Linked DNA regions of Pan troglodytes: regions 2 and 3 are each linked to region 1. The links are chromatin contacts, called in public Hi-C and HiChIP or PLAC-seq maps. All regions are on one chromosome and are shown on one strand. The core of a region is the stretch at or near the end of the contact, and the rest is flanking DNA. Distances in the headings are between cores, read along the strand shown.

The links. Hi-C and Micro-C count contacts between places; a contact is called where the count stands out from the background. HiChIP or PLAC-seq counts read pairs in DNA pulled down with a chosen protein or histone mark.
Region 2: a contact with region 1 is called in an H3K4me3 HiChIP or PLAC-seq map of stem cell-derived excitatory neurons, with 3 times the contacts expected there. The contact joins the promoter of CBX6 here to the promoter of PDGFB in region 1. A contact is called at or near these places in 1 of 7 Hi-C or Micro-C datasets (induced pluripotent stem cells) and 1 of 1 datasets of contacts at active chromatin or transcription factors (stem cell-derived excitatory neurons).
Region 3: a contact with region 1 is called in a Hi-C map of stem cell-derived neural progenitor cells, with 3 times the contacts expected there. The contact joins the promoter of ATF4 here to the promoter of PDGFB in region 1. A contact is called at or near these places in 1 of 7 Hi-C or Micro-C datasets (stem cell-derived neural progenitor cells) and 1 of 1 datasets of contacts at active chromatin or transcription factors (stem cell-derived excitatory neurons).

What each region holds. Positions count from the first base shown.
Region 1 is chr23:41,239,468-41,243,857 of NHGRI_mPanTro3-v2.0_pri, forward strand. It overlaps PDGFB (platelet derived growth factor subunit B), which reads right to left and starts at 2,060. Exons shown (of 9, transcript XR_008541827.2): 1 at 1,881-2,060. LOC129138512 (a long non-coding RNA gene) reads left to right here and starts at 2,920. Exons shown (of 2, transcript XR_008541829.1): 1 at 2,920-3,006; 2 at 4,031-4,390.
Region 2 is chr23:40,874,235-40,878,624 of NHGRI_mPanTro3-v2.0_pri, forward strand. CBX6 (chromobox 6) reads right to left here and starts at 2,019. Exons shown (of 5, transcript XM_016939189.4): 1 at 972-2,019; 2 at 752-795; 3 at 542-607; 4 at 330-396. The coding sequence starts at 1,040.
Region 3 is chr23:41,516,940-41,521,329 of NHGRI_mPanTro3-v2.0_pri, forward strand. ATF4 (activating transcription factor 4) reads left to right here and starts at 1,754. Exons shown (of 3, transcript NM_001252517.2): 1 at 1,754-1,943; 2 at 2,546-2,863; 3 at 2,965-3,878. The coding sequence starts at 2,638. The coding sequence ends at 3,794.

The DNA of each region.
Region 1 (4,390 bases), core at 810-3,309:
GGGGCCGCTACAGAGGTGGTGAGGTGCCAGGGCCCACGGAGGGCCCACCTGTTGCGCGGGGGCGAGCACCAGGCGCTGGGTGCACGGGGGCCCGTGCGTGCCTGTGTACGTGCGTGGGTGTGCGCGCACGTGTGCTCAGGCCGCGCGTGCAGGGGCTGTGCGTGCGTTTGTGTGCGGTGCGCGCGCGTGTGTCCCGCGAGTGCACGGGCGTGGCAGCGGCGGGCGCGCGACCTGGCCGCGGTAGTGCGTGCCCGTCGCTCTGCGCGCCCGCCCGCCGGAGCGCAGCATCGCCTCCGGCCAGGAGTGTGCATGCGTGGGGTGAGTGAGCGAGTCGGGGGCCCGGGCGGGGTGGGCTGCGGAGAGCAGCCACGGGGCGCCGCCGTTCCCAGGACGCCCTGGCACCGGGCCCAGCCCCCAGGTCCCACGGCGAGGCGAGGCGGCAGCTGGGGCCGGCCGGCCACCCCCTCCCCAACAGCTGGCCGCGGCCCGGGGGGCTGCGGGAGAGGCGGAGAGGGGGCGTCGGGAGGGGCCTGAAGGCGGCCCGGCCGAGCCCCGCGTCCTCCCTCCCGGGTGCGGGCCGCGGGGGGCGGCCGCGGAAGGGCGGGGCCCCCGGGCGGGCGGCCTGCGGCCCTCGAGGAGCCCCGAGAACAAAAGGAGACGGCGACGGCTCCTCCGTGGTCAAAACAACCTGCGCTGGCGGCAGCCCAAGGCCGGGCCGCGGCCTCCGAGCCCTCCGCCTTAACCCCTTCGCCGCCGCTGCCTCCTTCCTGCGCCTGGCTGGAGGCCGCAGGGGCCGACCCTCCCCGGGAGCCGGCGAGGTACGGGCGAGGTGCGGACTCCCGGCCGCAGCCGGGCGGAGGTGGGACGGTACCCAGTCACGCCGCGCTCCCGGCTGCCCTCTCCTCCCCTCCACCGCGCGCGTCGTCCCGCCCCGCCCCCTTTCCCACCTGGATTCCGGGTAGACTTGCCAACTCACGGCTACGTGAGGCTGGGAGGGGTGGGGACGGCTCCGACCCCAGCGCTCCCTCAGATGTTTTTATACCCCATCTCCCGTGCAGCTAGGCTTTTGCAGGCGGCGCGCTCCGCACCCTGCATGCGGGGGAGAGAGGTGCTTCCTCCTGCAGGGCGCGGGCACAGGTACGGCAAGGCCTCAGGCACACAGCGCCCCGGGGGCTGGATTCCTTCAGAGCCCCTAGTCCTCCCCCTACCCGAGTGCCCGAAACCTACCTGCGTCTCTATCTCTCTCTCCCTCTCTCCGTCTCTCTCTCTCTCTCTCCCTGTTACTCCCACCCCAAACCCCGCGCCCGAGACACAAGCTGCTTCCAGACCGTGCTCTGGGGCCGGGCATGCCCTGCGCGTGCCGGAGGGCGTCCACCCGGACCCCGACCGGGAGCCAGGGTGGGACCCGAGCCCCGTCAAAGGTCGGCGTGGATGGCACCGGTGCGCAAGCTTGCACCTCCTGGGCAAGCCGATGGCAGGACAGAGCCTAAGCCGAGGCTGGCGCCGAAGTGGGCTCGGGAGGACGCGCTGCCTTCTGCACCCTGGGCACCACCCCACCCCCTCTCTCCCGGCCGGAAAGGGGCTTGTTCTCGGGTTCCCAAAGGGTGGGGGACAGGGCCACACACACCCTCCCCCGACACGGAACGGCTTAGGGAGCCAGATTCGCCCGCCGGTTGGAAAGAAAGCCACCGCTGTTGCCTTCCCTTAGAGCCTGTCACCCCCGGACCTCGCTCCCAGCCCGAAGAGGTCACCCAGCGCCCGGCGTCAGGCTCGCGGGCTGCAAGGGTCCAAAGTTCACTGCAGGGAGAGGAGGGGGCGGTCAGAAGGTGGGGGCGAAGGTAATGAATGAAGAACCAGCCCCAGCCGCCGTGGCAACTCACCTCGGCGCTGACCAGACGCAGGTAGCAGCAGAGAGACAGGAAGAGCGCCCAGCAGCGATTCATGCCGACTCCGGGCCCGGCCCCGCGGGGCCCCGGACGCGTAGATCGAGCGCGCCGCCCCCGCGGCCAGGGTGGGGGGCTGGGGAGGGGGGTGGGCTCGGCTCGGGTCCGCGGCGATCAGGCGCTCAGGCCTCTGCAGCCGCGGCTCACCCGCATGGCCCCCGGGCGCCGCCGCCCCCGGCCCCGGCTCCGTCGCTGGGGGGCAGGGGAGGACCTGGGCGCAGGACCTGGGTCCGAGGCCGCTACCTGGGCGGATCCCGAGCCCGAGTGAGCATCCACGGCCCGGGGGCTGCGTTGCGAACCAGCCGAGGCGTCTAGCCGTGTGGGGGCGCCCAGGGGACTCCAACCTCCAAGAGGAAAAGGAACACGGCAGTCGATGGTTCGTCTTCACTCGCCGGCTAAAGGCGTTTTCCTCTGCCCGCCGGCTTAGCTTTTTTGCAACATTTTCTGGAAAGGCCCCCAAAATCGGAAAGCGCGGAGCTGGGCACCTCAAGGCCCAAGTCTCCCCCAAAAAACTTTTTCCAAAGTTGGCTTTGCAACGGCAGCTCGAGCACCCGGGCAGGGAGAGGTGCAAACTCCCGCCCGGGCCGGGTGGGGGGGCGGGAGCGTGTGCGCCCTGGCGCGGGGCCCGGGCGGCGGGCACGGCTGCTCCGCGCGCGCGGCGTGCCCGCTGCGCGCTCGGCTGGGCCCGGCCGACAGGTGGACGCGGCGCGAGTCCGTCGGTCCGTCTGCCCGCCCGCTCGCCGCTCTGGGCGTCCTCTGCGGGCTGCGGGCTGCGAGCTGCGAGCTGCGAGCTGCGGCTGCTCCGGTTTTCTCTTTGCAGCGAGGCTGGAGGGTGGGCTTTTTTTTTTTTTCCTTTTTGCGCGCGTATGTATGTGTGTGCGCGCAAAGTATCTCTATCTAGGGAATGAAAAATGGGCGCTGGCGGCCGGAGGGGAGCCCTAGGGAGGCAGCGGGGGAGGCTGCGGGTGCGCAGGGAGGCAGGCGGGCCGCTCCCGGCTGCAGGAGAAGTTGCCACCCTTTCAGCTGTTCCGGCCTTTATAAAGGAGAAGGGAGAGTGCGAGAGGTGGGTGGAGACAGCCTTTCCTCTTCTGGCCCGGAGTCAGCGCCAGGAGGGGGGGGGGCGCGGGAGCTGGGGGAGGGCTTGGGGCCAGGGCGGGGCGCTTAGGGGGTCTCTGAGAGCCGAGCAACCCTTCAGTCCATGAATCTGGCCCTGGGGAAAAAAGAACTAGGGGTGACCCACCGTCCCGCCCCTCAGCACAGTGACCATGGACAGGTTAGGAGCCCACGTGGTCTAGGGGGATGTCTCCAGAGCCAAGGCCAGGAGTCCACGCTCCCTTCCAGGACCAGACATTTCCACCCTGGCACAGGCATGGCAGGGAGGGACTCAGGCTCTGCAGTCTGAGAGCCTGAATTCAGATCCTGCCCTGGCACTCGGGAGCTTGGGTCACCTTGGGCAAGTCACTTCCCTCTGTCCCCTCCATCTAGCCTCAACCTGGAGATGGGGCTATTGTAAGGACTCAGTGTTAGCAAGGGAAGACACCGCAAGGTGAACCCACAGAACCCGGCAGCCAGCGCCCTTCAGCTGCAAGCTGGGTCCGAGTCTCCTCCTCCTAGCTGGTTGCCTGGCACAACAGGCCCTGCCAGCGTTGGCTGAATTTGAATTTGTTGAACTGCAAAGTCACACAAACCCCCACAGCCCTGCAGCATCTTCGCAGGGCTACCAACATGATCTTCCCGTCAGTCACCCTGCTGTTTACTATCTCCCTCAGCCCCCGGGTTCGAGGCCCAGAGCCCACCCACCCACAACCAGCCTTCACACAGTTAACGCCTTCCACCCCCAGTCAGGGAGCTGCTGTGTCCCTGCCTTCAGCAGTCACACTGTCTCAGTCACAGTCACACGTACTCACACTGGGCCCAGCACCCCCCGCGGGACACGCAGGCTCCTGCATCACCCAGCCTCCCGGCTTTGAGGCACCCTCATCTCCTCCGCTTGCACTGTCTCTGTTATCCGCCCTTCCCTTTGGGATGTCAGCCTGCTTCTCACAGAGGAGCACGCTGAGAGAGTCACACGTGCTCTCTCTTCATAGACTGTCTTCTTGGACCTGGACAGGGTGGAACAGAGGAGGAAGGACATCTCAGGTGGTCTTTACAGACCACTGCAGGCACCCACCCACTGCTGCCTACCACCCAGCAGCGTGGCACAGTGGCAGAGACACAGCCTGAAGACACATCACCTTGGTCCAAATCCTGGAGTGGCCACTTGCTGGACAAGTGTCTGCAGGAAGGTTTTTTAACCTCTCAGTACCTCGGTTTCCTCCTTTATAAACTGGAGATGAATTTATAAACTGGAGCTGGGTGTGGTGACAAGCTCCTGTAGTCCCAGCTACTCAGGAGACTGTGGATCGCTTTGAGCCCAGGAGTTTGAGGCTGCGGTGAGTTGTGACTGT
Region 2 (4,390 bases), core at 769-3,268, 370 kb before region 1:
GCTCAAACAAATGCCCCCTTCCCATGGGCATCCCCCACCTGCCTCAGCCACCCCCTTTCCTGGAGCCCTAAAGGCATCCCCAGCCCCTAGTTTCAACAGGGAGGATTATCCCCAGTCCCAGGACCCTCTTGTTGAAGCTGATGCTGGCTAAGGCTTGCCATCAGGGGCTTCTGGGGGGGGGCTCACAACCACCCCCTGCCCAGCTGGGGCCCCTCTGAAAAGGCCCGCCCGCTTGGGCGGCCGCGTATCTGTCCCTCCCTTCCAGGCCCCGTGCTGTGCCGGGGCTGGGGGCCCGAGAGGGGGATGCTGCTGGGGCTGGGCCAGGTTACCTTCAGGAGGAAAGTTTTGGGTTTGGGTCCCCTCTTCTTGGGCCCATACAGCTCACGCTCCCTCTCCCTGCGGCCGAAAAACACCAGAGGTTAAAAAGAGCCCCTTCCCGGGCCCCACTCCGCGCTGCCCTTCCCGGCTCTCCCGCTTCCCCGCGCGGCGCCCCAGCCAAGCCTCGGCCTCGCAGCCCCTGCCAGCTTCCCCAACAACTCACTTTTGCTCGAAGGCTGCAATGAGCCGCGAGTCCAGGATGTTCTCCTCGGGCTCCCAAGTGCTGTACCTGCCGAGTCACAAACGCACAAAATCAGGATGAAGACCAGAGAGGGACAGGCACGCGGCGAGAGCAAGAGCGCGCACCCCCACCCCAGGCCCCGGTGCCCGCTGCCTCCCCTCCCGCGACGCCCCCGGACCCCGCGACACTCACTTGATCGCCCACCCCTTCCATTTCACCAGGTACTCGATGCGTCCCTGAAAAACAGAGGGGAGAAAAACGGGAGTGGGGGTGGGGAGGATGCGGGGACGCGAGGAGGCGGCGGCGCGGGGCTGGGCGAGGGAGCCGGGCTAGCGGGACCGCTTCGCCCCGAGGGCCCCCGGCCCCGGCCCCGGCTGCGGACAGCGGCGGCCCGCCCCGGGCGGCGGCTCACCTTTCGGATCCGCCGTTTGATGATGGATTCGGCCGCGAAGACCCGCTCGCCCACTGCAGACAGCTCCATCTTGCTCAGCGGCACCCACAGCCCATAATACTCCCTGCGCCCGCGGCCGGTGCGGCACCGCTCGCGCACGCGCCGCAGCGCCCAGGCCCCGGCGGGCGGGAGCGCGGCGGGGCGCGCGCTCGCGTTCCAGCTGCGGGCCGTCACGTGATCCTCGCGTCTGGCGCGCGGTTACCACGACCTCCCCCTCCCCCGGGGCGGTTGCTAGGGAAAGTCGGCGCTCGCGGGGCGGGGGCGCGCGCTGGCTCTTAAAGGGGCCGCGCGGGCGGAGGGAGCAATTGCCGGCCGACCCGATGGGTGCCCGGCTTGTGGGCACGCTGCGGCCTTACGCTTATCACCCCCCGTCACATCTTGCCGGCGCCCGATCGCTGACACCCTCTCCTTGCCTCTTAATCCCCACGCGAGTCTCGCCAGGCCCCGGGCGGAGAAGGGCTGTGGAGCCCGAGTCTCGCCGCCACCGCGCATCTCCCGCAGCAGCCTGCAAACAGTTAAATATGATGCAGCAGAAATGCAGTTGCTGTTGCCTTGCCAGGCCTTGCGGGAATTTCTTTAAAACATCGCCCCCCACCCATTATTTATGTATTCGTGGGAGTGTGGTTTTGTAACCAGTTCAGAAGAGTTAAAACAAAAACGCCACCGCAGGAAGGGGGTGTGCGGCGAATGGGGCCGAGGAAGGCCGGAGTGACCGTGGGCATCTGTCTGCGGCCGGGGTCTCGGGCGGCACCTGTCCTCGCCCAGGAGACCGGGGAGGACTCGGCGGGGCCGGTGTGGCAGTGGGGGAGGGAGAGCGACCGCGGGCAGGAACGGGCTCCCCGCACCCCGCCTTGGGCCCACAGCGGGTCATCATCTGGTCATTCGGCAGAAACCGCCTTCGCGGTCATATCTGTGTTTTCCGATTCCCAGCACCCCTCCCGGCCCCCCGACCTGGCCGCGTCCCTCTCCCCGCCCGCAGCTGCGCGAAGCTTCCGCCATTGCTCTGGGGAGCCCAGATCCCAGCTTCCCACTTGAGGAGGGGCGGGGGATCGAGCTGGGGCTGTCCAGGAACGGACACACAAAAAATAGCCCTGCCGCGCAAAACGCTCCACTTTTTAAATGTTGAAATTACTTGAACTTTATTTCCCATTATGTTAGTAGTCTTGTTCTTTGTAAAACAATTTTAAAAATACAGATAAAACAACTGTCCATAACCCCCATAAAACCATTGTTAACATCTTCACCAATCTTCCAGCCTCTGCTCTATGCGTACATAAACTCACGTACACCTATGTATGTATGTATATACATACACATTGTCTGTAGATTTAATTTTTTAACAAAATGGGATCACGCTATTCACACTGTTCTGGAATCTGCTTTTCTCCCTTAATGCTATAAAGTGGACATCTTTCAGTGTCATTAAATACAGATTTCACCATCCTTCCGGTGACCACCTTGGGGCTGAGATGGGGTGGGGAGGAAGGGGGATTGTGAAGAGTCAGGGTTGTGTCTTGCGAACATCAATGGCTCATTAGGAAATATTTTTACGTTTCTGTGCTACAATGCCAATTCTTGGGTTTCAAATCCACCATAGCAAAATGTTAGTCTTTTTCTCCCAGCAGATTTGTCCAATTATTACCTTGAGAGAAATCCCTCTCCTCACTTAAATTCAGTATGTTCCAGGGAAACAGCTATTTGCTGGCCAGCCCAAGGTGAGCTGCTGTGGTAAAAATAGAAATGTCCTCCTGGGAGACGTGGGTGGTGGTGGGTGAGCAGGTGAGAGGAGTGGGTATGACAGTGTGTGTGTGTTCAGGCTGACGGAGACAGGTGGGGGATGAAGCAGGTGAGTCCACTTGTTGATTCATTCAGCAGTGTTTGTGAGCCCTTGTGAAGCACCAGGCTTTGTGTGAAACCATCAGGAAACAAAGGTGCCCCAGGCTGAGGAGCTGTCAGTGGGGTGAGAAAGGCACCTGTCACACAGTGTGACTAATGCTAGAATAAAGGTGTAGGAGTTTCGTGTTGCTGCTCTCACAAATTAACACAAGCTCAGTGGCTTAAAATGACTCAAATTTGTTATCTGATGACTCTGGAGGCGGGAAGTCCCAAATCAGTGTTACTGGGCCCAAGTGAAGGTATCCTCAGGGCTGGTCCCTTTTTGGAGGGTCAAGGAGAGTATCTGTTCCGTGCCTCATCCAGCTTCCAAATGTTGCTGGCATTTCTTGGCTCATGGCTTCATCACTCAAATCTCTGTTTCCACGATCCCTTTGCTCACTTCCTGCTTCTTTCTTTCTTTTGTTTTTGTTTTTGAGATGGAGTCTTGCTCAGTCACCCAGGTGGGAGTGCAGTGGCACAATCTTGGCTCACTGCAACTTCTGCCTCCCGGTTTCAAACAATTCTCCCAGTCTCAGCCTCCCAAGTAGCTGGGATTACAGGCATGCGCCACCACACCTGGCTAATTTTTATATTTAGTAGAGATGGGGGTTTCACCATGTTAGCCAGGCTGGTCTCGAACTCCTGACCTCAAGTAATCCGCCCGCCTCAGCCTCCCAAAGTACTGGGATTACAGGCGTGAGCCACCGCACCTGGCTTCTGCCTCTTTCTTTTAACGACACCTGTGATTACATTGGGTCTGCCCAAAAAATTGAGAATGATCTTTCCGTCTCAACCTCCTCAACTTAATCAGATCTGCAAAGACCCTCTTACCATAGGGTAACATGGATGGTAAGTAAGGTATCCTATCCACAGGTTCTGGGGGCTAGGGCATGGACATCTTTCGGGGAGGCATTATAAGCCTGCCACAAGAGTCTGTACAGGATGTCTTGGGAGTGGACATAGGGGAGCAACCTACCACGTGGAGGTGAGGCTGGGAGGGCTTCTCAGAGGTGGAGACCTCTGATTTGGGGCCGGAAAGACAAATGGGAATTGGCCTACCAGTGAAGAATGGGAAGGGTGTCCCGGGTGGAGGTGTCAACTTGAACAAGCACATCAGAGCCTGAGAGTGTGTTTTGGGGATGGGAAAGAAGTCTGCTATGGCATGGGTTGGGGCAGTACGGCAAAGGATGGCAGTGGAAAGATGGGTTGGACTAAACTTGGGAAGGGCCTTGAATGCTGGGTAGGTTTGGACTTTGTCTCAGGCAGTGGGAAGCGTGAGGGAGTTTTGACTAGAGGAGGGATGTGATGAGATGAAGTGGGAATTCGGGCAGCCAGGCTTGGGTCCCTTTTCTTTCGGTAACCGTGTGATGTTGTACAAGTCCTTTTCTACTCTCTGGATCTTAGTTTTTCAACTTCAGAAATGGGGGAGGAACTGGCCCTTTTTCGTGCTCCATATTTTTTGGCAGGTGACTTTTTTTTTTTTTTTTTTTGAGGCGGAGTCTCGC
Region 3 (4,390 bases), core at 504-3,003, 280 kb after region 1:
GGAGACCTGAGTTCTATGAACAGTGGCAGCAACAGCAACCATTATTGGGCGCTTACATGTACCAGGCAGGCACTGTGCTAAGTGCTTTACATGTATGATCTCACTTCATGAGGCAAGGATACTCATCAGTAGTCTCATTTTACAAATGAGGAAACTGAGGCTCAGAGAGTATAAGTCATTTAGCCAAAATGTCCCAGCCAGGATTCTTTTGGATGCGCTCCCCAAAATCTGTCTTCTAACTCCTACCCCATACTCCCTCCACTGGGAGCCTTGTGACTTTGAGCAAGAAGCTTCATCCCATTGGGCCACGGTTTACCATTGGAAAGGATTTGTGGGCGAGGTTGAATGAGCGCAGCAGATGGCCTGTGGTTATTTAGAGCAGTGCTTCCCTGGTGGTTTGATATCACAGCGCTCATACTTGTGTGGCCCAGTGAAATGGAGGCGGAAACTCAAAGTTTCCACCTTCACAGGGCCTGACTGGAAGGGGCTGAAAGATGATGGGGAGGTTTCTTGTATTCTTAAAACAGACTACCCCTTCCCAACGCACAACCCCCAGTAAGTGGCCGTGGGTTCCCAAGCGCCTCTCCTCCCTGGGCCATGGGCGTGACTGCTGAAAAGCGGGTTAGGCCGGGGAGTTCAGAATCCGGAGTGAATCCGAACTACCCCAGGGAGACGGCAGCGAAGAAAATCTTGTTCTTAGGAGAACGCAATCTTCGGACACCAGAAGTTCCTCTATGATGCTATTCTGTGGCAGCCTTGCACTTGAGCCGGATGAAAATTGTAAAAACCCAGGTTGGGCGACAGGACGGCGCGTCTTCCCGGCTCCTTTCCAGAGTTTAGGAGGAGCCATGCAGACTCAGCCGGCCTTTGGGGGTAGGTGGACAGGCCCGGCGCGCCCTCTCGAGGCCCCTTCAACCTCCCGGGGGCAGCAGCGCCGTGTCGGCTATGAATGGGGCCTCTGGAAAACTCAGGCTTGGAACAGGTAACCCCCCGGTTTCCGCAGGCCACAAATCACCACCCGCAACCGAAGGACGCGCAGGCTGGGAGCGGCGGCGGGGCCACCAGTGCGGACCTCCACTGAGGGCGGCGGGATCCGACCGCAGGGGCTGGTCCCTGAGGCCACTAAGGGGTGCGCTGGGCTAAGGCCGCCTGGGGGCAGGAGCCAGCGCGATCGTGGCGGGCCAGCAGGCGAGGCTGGCTGAGGACTAGCAGAGACCTAGCAGAGACCCGAGACCCCTACCCTTCCCACGCGGACCCCGGGATCCCTCTCCCAGCAGCCGCCCATCTAGGGCCCTGAGCCAATAAGAGCTCGAGGTATATATGATTCACCGGGCCTGGGCCAATCACCTTGACGCGCGCTCTTCGCCAGCACCTCGCGCGATAACCTGGCGTCCTCGCCCTTCACAATAAAAACTCTTCGCCGGAAAACGACCTTTCCCCGCCCACTGCGCTGACACCGGAAGCGAGGCGTGTCTGGGAGATCACTCCGCGCTCCGGCGGCGAAGGAAAGAACGGACTCTGATCATAGAAGCCTAGTAAAGTAGTACGCCTCTCTCCTTTCGTGAGGCCATAAGAACAAACTCCTTTTCTCGTCACAGCTACGCCCTGGGCATAAACGGTTGGGGCGTCAAAGGGAGGGAGGGAAGGGAGCGGGCGGGAGGAGACGGTCACGTGGTCGCGGCGGAAGGATGCGTCTGTGCTGCGTCCCCATAGAGACGAAATCTATAAAGGGCCGGCGGGCGGCCACTGCAGCCATTTCTACTTTGCCCGCCCACAGATGTAGTTTTCCCTGCACGTGTGCGTTTTCCCTCCTCCCCGCCCTCAGGGTCCACGGCCACCATGGCGTATTAGGGGCAGCAGTGCCTGCGGCAGCATTGGCCTTTGCAGCGGCGGCAGCAGCACCAGGCTCTGCAGCGGCAACCCCCAGCGGCTTAAGCCATGGCGTGAGTACCGGGGCGGGTCGTCCAGCTGTGCTCCTGGGGCCGACGCGGGTTTTGGATTGGTGGGGTGCGGCCTGGGGCCAGGGCGGTGCCGCCAAGGGGGAAGCGATTTAACGAGCGCCCGGGACGCGTGGTCTTTGCTTGGGTGTCCCCGAGACGCTCGCGTGCCTGGGATCGGGAAAGCGCAGTCGGGTGCCCGGACTGCTTCCCCAGGGGCCCTACAGCCCTCGGACCCCGAGCCCCGCAAGGGTCCCAGGGGTCTTGGCTGTTGCCCCGCGAAACGTGGCAGGAACCAAGATGGCGGCGGCAGGGCGGCGGCGCGGGCGTGAGTCAAGGGCGGGCGGTGGGCGGGGCGCGGCCGCCCTGGCCGCATTTGGACGTGGGGACGGAGCGCCTTCCTCTTGGCGGCCGGTGGAAGAATTGCCTGGTCTCCGTGAGCGTCCATTTTGTGGAACCTGAGTTGCAAGCAGGGAGGGGCAGATACAACTGCCCTGTTCCCGATTCTCTAGATGGCCGATCTAGAGAAGTCCCGCCTCATAAGTGGAAGGATGAAATTCTCAGAACAGCTAACCTCTAATGGGAGTTGGCTTCTGATTCTCATTCAGGCTTCTCACGGCATTCAGCAGCAGCGTTGCTGTAACCGACAAAGACACCTTCGAATTAAGCACATTCCTCGATTCCAGCAAAGCACCACAACATGACCGAAATGAGCTTCCTGAGCAGCGAGGTGTTGGTGGGGGACTTGATGTCCCCCTTCGACCAGTCGGGTTTGGGGGCTGAAGAAAGCCTAGGTCTCTTAGATGATTACCTGGAGGTGGCCAAGCACTTCAAACCTCATGGGTTCTCCAGCGACAAGGCTAAGGCGGGCTCCTCCGAATGGCTGGCTGTGGATGGGTTGGTCAGTCCCTCCAACAACAGCAAGGGTGAGTGGGCCACCACCACATCGTCCGGGTGGGATCTAGGGTTAGGGGCCTCCTACCTTTGTATCTGACTCACTTGGCCCCATCACTCAAATGTTTTGCAGAGGATGCCTTCTCCGGGACAGATTGGATGTTGGAGAAAATGGATTTGAAGGAGTTCGACTTGGATGCCCTGTTGGGTATAGATGACCTGGAAACCATGCCAGATGACCTTCTGACCACGTTGGATGACACTTGTGATCTCTTTGCCCCCCTAGTCCAGGAGACTAATAAGGAGCCCCCCCAGACGGTGAACCCAATTGGCCATCTCCCAGAAAGTTTAACAAAACCCGACCAGGTTGCCCCCTTCACCTTCTTGCAACCTCTTCCCCTTTCCTCAGGGGTCCTGTCCTCCACTCCAGATCATTCCTTTAGTTTAGAGCTGGGCAGTGAAGTGGATATCACTGAAGGAGATAGGAAGCCAGACTACACTGGTTACGTTGCCATGATCCCTCAGTGCATAAAGGAGGAAGACACCCCTTCAGATAATGATAGTGGCATCTGTATGAGCCCAGAGTCCTATCTGGGGTCTCCTCAGCACAGCCCCTCTACCAGGGGCTCTCCAAATAGGAGCCTCCCATCTCCAGGTGTTCTCTGTGGGTCTGCCCGCCCCAAACCTTACGATCCTCCTGGAGAGAAGATGGTAGCAGCAAAAGTAAAGGGTGAGAAACTGGATAAGAAGCTGAAAAAAATGGAGCAAAACAAAACAGCAGCCACTAGGTACCGCCAGAAGAAGAGGGCGGAGCAGGAGGCTCTTACTGGTGAGTGCAAAGAGCTGGAAAAGAAGAACGAGGCTCTAAAAGAGAGGGCGGATTCCCTGGCCAAGGAGATCCAGTACCTGAAAGATTTGATAGAAGAGGTCCGCAAGGCAAGGGGGAAGAAAAGGGTCCCCTAGTTGAGGATAGTCAGGAGCATCAATGTGCTTGTACATAGAGTGCTGTAGCTGTGTGTTCCAATAAATTATTTTGTAGGGAAAGTACTTGCGCGTGTGAATTCCTTTCCTGGCAAAGTAACCTAGTGAAGCGCCACCCACCCACCCCAAGCTGGTCTTAACATTTCGTGTGAGATCTGGGGGAGGAGGCAGTCCAAGGCTGAAGATTGGTTCCCAGAGTGGGATTTGCTCAGCCCTGCTCGGTGTAGGCCACGATGGCTGATTCGTGGGGCCCTGGAACCGTATAGTTGGCCATTTATAGTAGGCTGGGTCCTTTGCCCAGAGCTGAGTGCTCGTTGTGTAGGGAGGAGGCTGGAGATCTCTGAGAGGTTCAGAGGGAGGGACAGCCTGGGCCTCCACCTGTTTATTCAAGAGGGCTTCATGCCAACAGCTGTCGCATAAAACCCTGAATAAGGTTGCACAGTCTTTGAGATAGCACACAAGATTAGGTTTCACTTGTTACCTGAACAGTTCTGCAGAAGCCTCATCCTGAAGAAAGAAATGGCTCCTTTTGGGAATTGATGCTGAAACAGGACAGGAGCTGAGGGTTGGCCTCCGTT